Linked DNA regions of Anser cygnoides: region 2 is linked to region 1. Evidence: chromatin contacts called from public Hi-C data. All regions are on one chromosome and are shown on one strand. Each heading gives the region's core, a stretch centred on a gene start, on an enhancer-like site or on the middle of the called end of the contact. The rest is flanking DNA. Distances are from core to core; before and after follow the strand shown.

The links. A called contact is a pair of places that touch in the nucleus more often than the background predicts.
Region 2: a contact with region 1 is called in a Hi-C map of granulosa cells, with 2.2 times the contacts expected there. The contact joins the enhancer-like site here to the promoter of KCNB1 in region 1. A contact is called at or near these places in 3 of 7 Hi-C or Micro-C datasets (granulosa cells and liver).

What each region holds. Positions count from the first base shown.
Region 1 is chr16:8,975,201-8,981,058 of Taihu_goose_T2T_genome, reverse strand. KCNB1 (potassium voltage-gated channel subfamily B member 1) reads right to left here and starts at 3,736. Exons shown (of 3, transcript XM_013189816.3): 1 at 3,345-3,736; 2 at 1,598-2,284. The coding sequence starts at 2,164.
Region 2 is chr16:9,138,383-9,144,240 of Taihu_goose_T2T_genome, reverse strand. No RefSeq gene overlaps it. Among named protein-coding and RNA genes, the nearest start is that of STAU1, 52 kb to the left of the region's middle. Within about 2 kb of position 2,985, at least 1 of the 3 cell types and tissues checked has open chromatin away from gene starts, as enhancers often do.

The sequences.
Region 1 (5,858 bases), core at 2,487-4,986:
CCATGGAATGGGAGCTTTAAATGGGAAGGATAATAATGCATTACAGTTCACTCTCAATTAATCCAGAGCCTGCAATGCCGAATGCACTTACTCCGTGAATTTTCTCAGAAAATGAAGCTAGAGTGTATTTCATTTATAAATCACAAAAGACATTTATTTGGCAAGGATGACCCCCTGCTCATATACAATAAATCATGAACATCAACAGTCTCTAATGGATTTTGAGTCAGTGCCACAGACAGCGAAGCCCGGGGCCTGTGTTTCAGGATTCCAGGACTGTGCCAAAGGAGCCTTATAAATGATTAATGCATTCAGTGTCATCTGTGCCATTGGAGAGAAAAAGACGTTCTGGGGCTCCGTTTGTCATTAAAAAAAAGTGATAATCGGTTCAGTAGCAGACCATGCCTTTCCCTTCCCCTGCCAGAATGAGCCATTTAGCTCCACACCTAATAAAATCCCTTCCCAAAACTTCACACATGCTCTCCATTCGTGGTGTGCAAAATTTCTGGGAGATGAGACAGGGAATGGAAAAGCTTTTTTTCTTAAGTAGCCCTCCAAAGCCAGGCTTCCTGAGGGATGGAGCTAGGGTTTGTAGTTGCAAATGCATGTACAAAAGAGATAGGCCTCAGCCACCTCTGTAATGTTGCTTTCTACTTCTTTGCCATACTGTGAGGATGCCGGTACATAGAAAATGCAAGTTTTGGTCCCTGCTGCTCAGTCTCTCATGCTTTCCAGTTATCCATCCTACAGTTTTCAACCTCTCCCCCCTTACTTTTGTCCCCATGGTTACAGAATCACTGTGTTCACAGAGATTTTCCTCAGTGAAGAATATGTGACTAACATGAGACAGCTAAATTATCAGAGCCAACTCTGACATTGGTTTCTCCTAACGAGGATCTTATCTTCCAAACGCTTTCAAATAGATCTGTTGCACTGGCACCAACTTCAGAGTTGCAGCACTTCAGCTATTGACAGGGACAGAGCTGCAGCAGCTTTGTACAGGGAGACTTAAAATAGTCTAGAATCAGGTAAAGGAAGAAATTCAGATGCTAGCTTTAGCAGACCTGCAGCCTAGGAGTACGTGATACACATATCTAGGAGATGCATTTCACAAAATTTTGAAGTCATCCGAAAAGGGAATGCATTATTTCTGAACTGGACCTGGGTCTGGGAATTCAAGTAGATTTCCTCTTTTAAAGAAAACAGTTCAGCTAAGCAGTAGGATACACACATGTTTTGGGCCCAAAGCAATCTCTGTTACACAATGCATCAAGACAGACCACAGAATAACAAACCTACTAATCTCCAGCCCCAGCAATCAGCATATGCTGACCCAGGGCTCCGTGGAGCTGCTCCCACACTGACCAGCCTAGGTGGCCCTCAGAGAAGCACAAACCAGATACCTTCCAAACTACCCAAAAAACATACGTTAAGCCTCGTTCACATCTGGGAGGTCTTTCTCCCCTTCTCTCACAGCATCTACTGAGCCACAATTGCCCAGACACTAAAGCAAGAGCAGGAGGGCAACACCTCATGTAACCATCTCTGCAGTCATAAGCCAACATACACAAGACTTGAGAAGACGTGGAGATCTTACCTTGGCCGCTACGGAGGAGTTGGGCTTCTCCAGGAGGTCCCAGAGCTTTTTCCTTTTGTCAGCGCAGCAAGTGTTATCAAATTCCTCCCCTTCCCTTTCCCTCAGTGTCTCGGCTTCTCTCTTCAGCTCCTCATTCATCTGTTCCTTCTTCTGGTGGTAGCGGGCCTGGCAGCAGGACTCCAGGTAGATCTCGTCCACCCCCCAGTAGTCCAGCTCTTGGCTGAAGGACAAGGCGCACATCTCCTCCATCATGTGCAGCTTGCCAGTACGGTAGAAGTTCAAGATTGAGGTGAATGCCCCGGGATGCCTGTCGAAGAAGTACTCGTTCTCCTCCAGGTTGTAGTCATCGCAGATCTCCATGAGGGAGTCGTGCGTGTTGCAGTCTCTGAGCTTACCCAGCCTGGTCCGCGGCAACCTGTCCAAGGTCCGCCAGAGAACCTCGTGGGCCAACCCCCCCACGTTGAGCTTGACCCTGCGGGAGCAGGCCTTGCTCCTGACGATCTCCGTGGGGTCCGGAGGCAAAGAGGTAGTAGAGCGAGATCCATGCTTATTCATCCCCAGAGGCATCTCTGGTCCCCCTCAGGCTGGCTGCTCCAAGGCGCGGCGCGGGGCGAGGGCTGGCGGGGGAGGGAAGGGGAGGGGGGGGCCGGCTTCTCCTCACCTCTCCTTCCCCTCCATGCCCCGGAGCTGTAAGAGAAGCCAACCATGGGGCCCGAGGCCGGCCTTATCCCCGCGGGGCAGCGCCCGGCCCCGTTAATCAGCTCAGGGGGCGCGGCGGGCGCTGTCCGCCCCCGTGGTGCTGAACCGCGCTCGGCGCCCCGGCGGGCGGCCGCGGGCAGGCGCTGTCCGCGCCCCTGGTGCTGAACGCGGCGCCCGCGCCCACGTGGCCGCCGGAGGAGCCGCCGCTGAGCTCCCCCGGGTGGCGGATGGGTGATGCCCCCCCCCCCCGAAATCGGTGGCTCTGACCCCCCCACACACCACCCACCGCCTTGGGATCTAGGAGCTGTGCCTAGGGTCCCCTCTAGGGTCGGCTGCACGCGCGGTGCTGGGGGAGAGGAGGTTGGGCACAGCCCCGGTGCGGGTTTTTTTTTGTTTTTTTTTTTTTTTGCTTCTGGAAGAATGGCTGGGAATTGGTGGATTAAAGGGCTCTGCGCGGTGCTGCGAGGGGAAGCGGCCCGAAAGGAGCCGGGCCGACAGCCACCGGAGGTACTGCCGCCTTGGCCCCCATCCCGGAGAGAAGCGGCCCCGCCACCGCTGGCCCCCGGCCGCCCCTGCGACCCTCCCGAGGCAACTCCCCTCCGCGTAGGAGCCAGGGAGAAGCAGAGGCTTTTTATAACTCCAGCCCCGCAGATTTCCCCGAGGAAAGCGCCGGGGAAGGGAACGGGGGAGTATTTCCAGCCACTCTACCTCTCCGGGCTACCCAGGGACGCCCACCCCCCACCCCACGCAGCCCTCTGCATAAGAGGGAAACCAACGAAAACGGGAATAAGAACCACCCCCGAGCCTTCCTCGCAAAGCCGGGCGGCTTAGAACAGCCCCGAGCACTGTTGCTTACACAAGATGGCACGAAGAGAAACCCCGGCGCAGGAAGGAACGGCTTCTCCCTGCCCAGCCGCGCAGCTCCGGGGGGGCTCGGCCCCTCTCCCCGCCGAGCTAAGTGCCCCCCACCCCGGCAGCGAAATGCGGCCGCTGCTCCCCGGCCGGGGGAAGGCTCCCCTCCTCCGGGCCGAGCCCGGCCCGCACCTACCTCCTCCTGCGGGCTCCCAGCGAGGCGGTGCGGGGCTGTGCGGGGCCGAGGGCGGCTACATGGTGCGGCGGGGCGGGCAGCCGGGGCGGCCCCGCTCGCATCCCCCCGCGGGCAGCCTCGAGGCGCAGGGATGGCGGCCGCGCTCCCGTCTGTCCGCGGAGCCCAGGGGGAGGGGAAGCGAAAGGAGGTAAATCGGATCCCTCGGCAGGAAGCTTTTCCGAGGCCTTCCCTCGGCTGCGGCTCCTCGCTCCTGCCCGCCGTCAACGCCGAAGCCGCATCTGCCCCCTTTCCCCCGCCCCTCTCCCGGCGAGGACACAAAGGAAAGCTCCGGTGCTTCCTTCTGCTGCCTCGTAAACGGAGATCAACAAGTCGAGGCTGAACCTCCAGCTTTTCCCTGCAATTCTGTCCCGGAGTTGTTTGGAGTGAATTGGAAGTTGGGGGTGGAAGAGAGGAAGGCAGCTCCACCGTGAGCTGGGATGCAGCATTGCAGGGAAGGTTAACGCTTTCCTGGCCTGGCCCCGCCGCCCCGGGGCCGATTTGCAGCGGGGGAAGGCTCCCGGAGCAGAGCTAGCACCGAGGGGAGAGCCACAGCATCCCTCCGCAGCAGTCGGGGTTATCCCCGCCGTGCTCAGGCTCCCGATGGTACCATCCGTGAAAGCGGGAGCAGGGATGGGAGCCAGGAGAAGAAGGATGAGCAGAGTGCTGATGAGCCCTGCAGGGCCCTCAGTGCTTTCTAGGCCCTGCTTGCTGAGCTAGGAGCAGCTGAGCTCAACGAGGTCACGCATCAATCCGGGTGTCGGGGGTGAGCTGGGTCCTCGTCCTCGCCCCAGCAGTCTCTCGTCGAAGGCAAGAGCCTGTTCTCAGAATTGTTGCATGCATTTGCAGATACAGATGGGAGGAATAATAATGGATCTCTGTTGTTGATTAGGGATCTATATGTAATAAAAAAGAGCATCTTCTAACCGGATAACATAGCAAAAACAAAGAAAAGGCAACACTGCAACCTTCAACGTATCCCTCTACCACTTTCCTCCTTCCCTCCTGACAGGAGAAAATGGACCTCACCAGGAGCCCGTAGCTCCATTAACGTTGTTTAATGGCTACATTAGCACCACTTAACGCAGCTCACCTGCTTAGGCTGGGGTAGCAGAGGTGCACAGCTGTGCTCGTTAGCCCTTTCTCCTCTTTACATTGATTGACCATGGCTCCTGGGCTCCTTAGTGACAATTCCCACTTCAGGGTTTCTAAAACAGGAGCCTGGTGTCTGGCTTTGTGTGATTAACTTGGGAAAGACTCCCAGTGCTGCTCCTCCTTGCTTTCCGTGCTTCTCCCTTTACGCAGCTCCCATTTCCTAGTGTACACAGTATCGATGTTACGCTGCTATCTTTGGCATTTGAATGTCCATGTCTTCTTAAGAGATGACCTTCTGAAATCCCAAACAGTATTTTTCTGGTAGGGCCCTATGCTCCAGTACCTCCCATAACAGCACATATCATCTGTATATTTCAGAAGTTCTTACAAGAAGTGGGTCACTACCTTCCTTCTGCAGATGGGGAAGTAAAGGCATGGAGCAGCACTCCTCAGTAGGGAGGTGGGAGGAAGAGTTGGGAGCAAAGATTGTTGACCAGCTTAATCCCAGCCCCGTGCTCTTCCACTGAAGTAGCTCCCCCACATCACGAGAACCTACAGTCAGTACTCAGAGCAATTCAATTCTCCTCTTGCCTTCCCATCATTTCACCTCCAGACCCTCCTCTACCCCTCTGACAATAGAGATGAAAATTCCTGATCAGGGCTGCGAAGCTAAATCTGTTAATGATTACAAAGAGCCTTGAAACTTCCAGCTGGCAGGCGCTGCATGAGAGCAGGTTATTTGTTTGTTAGCACTGGCATCCAGGGCACATTATCTCCTGTTGTGACAAATGCAGGACGCTCTTCTGCGGAAAGAGAATGGTGGGAGGGAAAATGACAAGTAGCGTAATACAGGGACATGCATCAGATTCAGTACAGTTAAATCACTGGGAGAGAAGCAACTCAGTTTTATTAGCAGGGCGTTTGTATCTTTCTACATCGCTCTTGATACACTGCCCATGTCATGCACATGGTCTGGCAAGAGACCAGAGATCCAGCCGTGGGTGAGGGGACACCAAGGGGCAGCATGGAGGCGCAGGCTCCTGCACTGCTGCATGTTCACCCTTCCACAAAAGCTGGGGATGAAAAATCATACTCAAGCCTCAGGTGGAAGCAGCAGGAGGGAGCTCTACAGCCCCTCCAGCTGGCTGTGCCTGGGGTGATCCAGCAGCCTGTGCGGGAGGGGAGGATGTTTCCCCCCTGGGTGTCTGTTCTGTGCAGCACTTCTTGTTCCACAGCTGACGAGTTTGTCAGCAAGGGGCAGTGCAGGCCTGAGGATGCAGGAATGTGCAGCTTGCTCTCTCTTCCCCAAGGTTATCTAACCCGCTCTTGCTTTGGATATTCCTTTTGATTGATATTTTTTGTACCCTGAGCTTCTGCATACTT
Region 2 (5,858 bases), core at 1,736-4,235, 160 kb before region 1:
GTAATTGTTACACAGGCTTAGTCTCCATTCATGTTTGCAAGAATTTTGTCTACCAAGAGAGAAAAATATTTTATTCCCCTGAGATAAAGTATTCATGAGGGAAGATCTGTCTTGAGGAAATCCATTTTCTAACAGTTGTGGATCAGGCCCTTGACACCAGCAGTTCAGAGCAGACTTTCCCTTTGAGTATTCACTGTCAGTGTTTTACAGCAGGATAGCTGTAGGTGCAATTTTCTTGGAAATCTGCAGAGGAGGACTGGAAGTGTCTGAGAAGTTTTGTTAGTCAGCAATTTATGTTGCTGTGGAAACGCCTTAGAGCTTGGGAAAACTGCCTGGAGAAAATGGTGGCTGCCAAAAGTGCTAACAGCAGTTTGCATCTCTTGTTGGGTTCCTAGCTTACCTACCTGTACAGTGGGCTCATGCTTCACGGCTGCTGTTGTATCCTGAGGGTGACCCACGTTTTGTGCTGCTGGTCATGGTTTCCTGCTGCAAACCCTCTCTGTCACTCCTCTGAACTCTGACATTCCCCCTGCCAGACTCTCCTCTGATCGGGGATGGTACGCTGGGGACCAAAGCAGTGTCCAAGTCCTTGAACATCAGACAGCTAGCTGTAAAGGCAAGTAGCAACACCGGTGGGGATGAGGGGGAGGCTGATGAGGTCTCATGTCTCAGAATAAGTTACAGTGACCTGGTGAATGTCTCTGTGCACACATACCTGTTTGTTTTTTCCTCTAGCAGAGCTGACCAGGCAGACCTCTTGTTATGTAGCCTTTTGACAAGTAGAAGGCTTGGTGAGGAGGGGTCAGCTTCTGAGTCATCTTGTTAGTTTAAACAGATAGAAATCTGCCCCTTACTGTTCTTTTCCTGGCTCTATTTTTTTTTATTCCTCTGGAGAAAAGTACTTGCAAGAATAAAGCAGAGCAGAGGGAAAGCACAGATGGATTTCCTCAGTGAAGGAAAGCAGGCAGAATCAGGGCTCTGACTGCCAGGCCTGCACGACAAATGCTGGGTGCAGGGTTCACCGTGCTACATGAACTGGACATGACGGGCACAAAGGATGTCATCGCCTCTTGCCTGAGAGATGTGACGCTGCCTTTTCCTTCCAGTTGGGTGCCTCCCTTGCTCTGTTGCTGGAAGTCACATCAGTGGGTTCTCCCTGCTGCCCCCAATGCCCCTTTTAAAAACAAAAAACCAAACCCCACAGATGGAAAGGTTGCAGCTTCCCAAGAGCTGCCTCCTGCCTGTCTGAATTGTGACAGAGAATCTGACAGAGGCACCTATCCAGGGAAGAGACGAACGATTTTCCCTCACACTGAAGAGGAAAGCTCACCAATATCTGGCTGTTGTCAGATATTCCCACTGCCTGATGGAGTTATATCCATGACAGCATTGTTCCCTCTATTCTTGCTCGGGAGGGGGGAGATGTAAAGCTGTATGGGGGGGATCTCTGAGGGTAGGAGAAGACAGGAGCTCTCAGGTCTTCATGAATGCGACACCGGCTTCAGCTGCGGGCGACAGGCTTGTCAGTGAGCTGTCGTTTCCTGTACCATACCTGAACCATAAACCTGTACAGGGTCCTTGAGAGATGGTGGGGTTAGCTCTGTGGAGAGAATTGTAGTGATGGAAGTGTTAGGAGGATCTCGCAGGGCGTCTTCATCTTTGGTTTCCTTTTACTGGGAGTAAAGGTGATTTGGGTTTATAATGCCATTTTTTTTGACTCATTAGGAGTATTATTTAAAAGTCCTTTTTAAAATGTCATTAATTTAATGATTAAGGATATTTCTTTCATGTGGTAATTTATGGCATTGCTTTTCATGGATCAGAGGAGGAGCCTGGGCATTGAAAAGAAGAATGTTCTTGGAGGAGGTGAATTAATAAGTTCCTCCCAGAGTTCTAGAATTCAAATCTGGGTATAGCTGAAATAGTGTGAAATTAAAACAAAAAACAAAACAAAAAAAAAAAACACAGGAGAGGAAAAAAAAAACACAGTGCACCCTGTTCCAGGTAAAACAACACAAAACCTCTTTCGCTTTCTATTTACTAAATTGCAAAGTGCAGAAAGCCCTGTGCCTTGGGGACTTGATTTTGCCTGAGGAACATGCAGACTTGACTGATCAGTGCCTTCCCATGCCCATGACAGCTTTTGCTCTCATTTTAGAAAATAAGTGACCATTTCTGCCATGTAAATTGTATCAATTGAATAAAACTATTGAATAGGTGAGCTAGTATTGGAAGTTTCGTTTATTTTAATACAGGTACTACAGTATGATCTTCCACAGTTGTACTCAGAAATGCCAGTAACAGACTTCTGTGAGTTGGGGTCAGTGCTTTGGTTTTTAGCTCTAATTCACATCATATTTCTTTCTGGCTTCATAATGTTTTGTGAAGTGTTTAGCTATCATCTGCAGAGACTGAATTTGTGCAGAGAAGTGTCCTTGAACCTCCTGTGGAAATATATTTCTTGAAGATAAGGCCTCTGGTTTCATCACCTAAGTGACACCTTACTGCAAATGAGTATCTGCTGCTTTGTAGGTTAGCTGTAACTTTATTAATTTACAAGGGCCGACTTGCTGTGGTTTTTGTTTGTTTTTCACTCAAAGGGAAATGGATACATTTCACGAGGCAGTATGGCTCCAAGGCCAATGACAGGTCTAGAAATGTGGACTCATCTGTTCTAGGTCTTGTTCTACAAATGCTTGGTGAAGTGAAAAAGATGCAGCGCAGACAAGGAACTGCCAGCATGAATGAGGCCCGTTTGGTCGACAGGACCCAGCAGCATCAGGCTTTGTTTACAACATTGGAGCAGTAATTTCCACTTGGTTGGCAGATTGCACCAGATGTGTCTGACTCACCGCATGCATGAGAGGCACTCAGATTATCTTTGGCAGGCAAGCAGGATCAGACCAGGACTCTTTCATCTGTGGACTCCTCCAGGAACTCCGCATGGCAGAGATTAAGCTGGGTCCTGTTCTCTGACCTCTTTGGCTTCCTGACAGCATGACGTATGAAACAAAGGCAGTGTGACTGTGACATGGGCAACACCTGGACTGCAGAGATCCAGGGTGTGTTCAGATAAGTTTAATCCTGACACTACGATCAGAAATCAATTCATTTTTGTTAAGGTAGTCACAAATGTCAGCTAAAAGCTTGACTAATATTGGCAATGCTCAACCCACTTTTGAACTGGGCATTTTAAATTTCTGAACCTTACAGAGATATGAGACCATCTGTCTTTGAAACTTCACTTATCTCAGTTAAATGCTAACATATCTGCTGCTTACTAGAGAGATTTATTTAAAACCAAGGTTTTTCTGGATGTGCAATCAAATGGCAACTTAAAAGCAGGACTAGTTGTATTTAAGTATATTTGTTTTCTTCTGTAGCTTTTATACCTCATTACAGAGCCTGGTTAGTTGGAACAGCTATGTCTGTGTGCAGTGTAATATTTCAAATATAGTATTTAAGTACGCTTTTCAGTATAAAAGAAACCTCCATGTTCTATTAAAGCAGCATCTGTATCACTTCAGGATTTGTTTTGTTTGCTTTGCTTTTCTTCTGAACATCTGGGGAGAGATTTAGAAGAGTGAAATCCAGGGCCTGTGTGACAACTGCTGTGAAGAAACTGTACTGTAGACTATCCCTAAGTGATCCTGTATCGTACAGGGTCCCAGGGGACAAGCAGTGCTGTGGCGCACTGGAGCCTGATCCTGCAACTTGCACATCGCCCATTTGTACTTTTGTACTTGCTGCCGCCCAAGCCAGCTCAACTGACTTGACATTTCAAGTTATACCTAAATGTTTTTTGTTTTGTGTTTTTTTTAGCTGTGGGTGGATTCATTTAACCTTAGATACAGAAGGGTACCACTGTAAATCCCATATCCATTTTTTATTGTCACTTTTGAGAAAATCATTGAAATAAAACCACACATACAAAAGCACTGATATTTGTCTTAGATTTATCAGTTTCAGAAAAGGAAGATGTTAGCTTGCTTTGTCTTAATCTAACAGACATCCACTTGTGAGAAGCAAAGGGACCTGTGTTCTGGGCTATGCCAAGTTGCAGCTTGGCAACTGTGTGCACAGAGAAGGAGAAATGGGGGCCTGGAGTCCTAGGCTCTTATGTTCAGAACATCAGCTAAAGTTAACTTGCGTGTGATGGGGGTGATCTGGTGTTGATCTGGTTCCTCCTTAAACACCAGCAACAAAATCCCACAGGCTATTTCTGTAGCACCAAGCCATAGCGCGAGTCAGGGGAGGAGGGTAAGGCTGCTCCTGCCTGGAGGGATCCCCCAGCGTGGTGGGGCTGCCAGAGAAGCAGTGCTGGAGGAGGATGCAGAGGTGCAGGGGCCGAAGGAGGAGGTGGCTGTGTGTGTGGAGGCAGCTGGTGAAAGTAGGAGAGTGGAACTAGTTTCGGAGGAATCTGAAAAGCCAGGCACTGCTTTCGACTTGATGTGGGAGAAGGGTCACGTAGCTTGGGGAATTGATGGAGGATTTTAGGCATTGTGTTCCTTCTAGAGAGTGTGTCTTGCTATAGGGTTATTCTGGATTTAAAAGATTCCCAGTGATGCTTTGTGGAGTCAGGTTCTACAGACTAGGGAAAAATTCCAGCTTTGACTTGAATGCAAACCTATTCAGGGCTTTTCTTCTGCTTAGAAGTATGGCTTGCCTTGTTCATAGGGTTGTCCGTCATGGCTCAGACTCTCAAGTTGTTCCTTCACTTTCTCTTAGGAAAAGAAAGACCATCCAAATACAAAGTACTGGATTCAGAAAAGTTGGCTGGTTTCCTTTCTTTTTCTTCGGGGAAGCAGAAGAACTAGAGAGAAAACCACTAAAAGCTTTTTATTAAAGTATTTATCTTTTCTGTTTTCTAAATAAGAGTCCTGGCCACTTTGAACCTCCTCCAGCTTTCATTAAAGATAATAGCTTTTTAATGACAACGAGTTTGTTTCCTTTATGCCCTGGGTGAGTCATAGCCCCGCTCTGTATGTGATGGGGTTGTGGAATGGGTCTGGGCAGAGGAGAGGGCATGGCTTCCACCCCTGGTCTCTGTGCCCACAGCCACACCTGAGTGAGGAGTGACAACTCTACTTCTCTTCCATCCTGATTTCCCCCCATGGTCTTATAACGCAGCATTGCGTACGAGAGAGGAGAAGGCGGAATGAGCAGATCACACCTCCCCTGGGCTGCAGTCTGAGCTGTGGGACTGTGCTGAGATGCTGCCTTTATCAAGGGCAAATGCCCTTGAGGTTTAAACCCAAGAAGGTGTTTGCTGCTGTGACAGAGGCCCAGCCATAACTGCTCTGCCGTGATGGGGACTCTCTCGGCAGTACCTTGGGAGTCTGGGTCTTGGGGACAAAATCCGTGACCTGAAAAATGGAGACTGTGGACCTACGTGGTCATATGGGGAAGACTGGGGAAGACTGCTGCCCTCTGCTAGTGCCCTCTGCACACTCCGTCTGGATGTGGTTTTCCTCTCTGCAGGTGACCGTGAGCTTTACGAGGGTGGCAAAGGCATGTCTGAAGGGGTGTGCAGCTGTTCCTTGCCTCCTAAGCACACAGGAAAGTCCAGGCCTAACAAGAAAGGATTTTTTTCTGGTTGAGATGGTTCTGGGTCAGCAGCCCAGTTCAGGTGTGCTGACCAAAATGCCCTTCAGTCCTAATGAGATCCTACCCCTTTGTCAGGATATAGGACTGCTGCTGGCTGGGCTTTGTTTGCAGGTGGAGTTTAGGACTGTTTGGTCTGATGTTCTTCTCTACTACAGCAAGAGCTAGTATCTCAGGTCTCACGGGTCTATAGTCTGCTTTCTTCAGATGGCAATCAGCAATATCTCTGAATTGTGCTTGGTAGCAACTCTTAA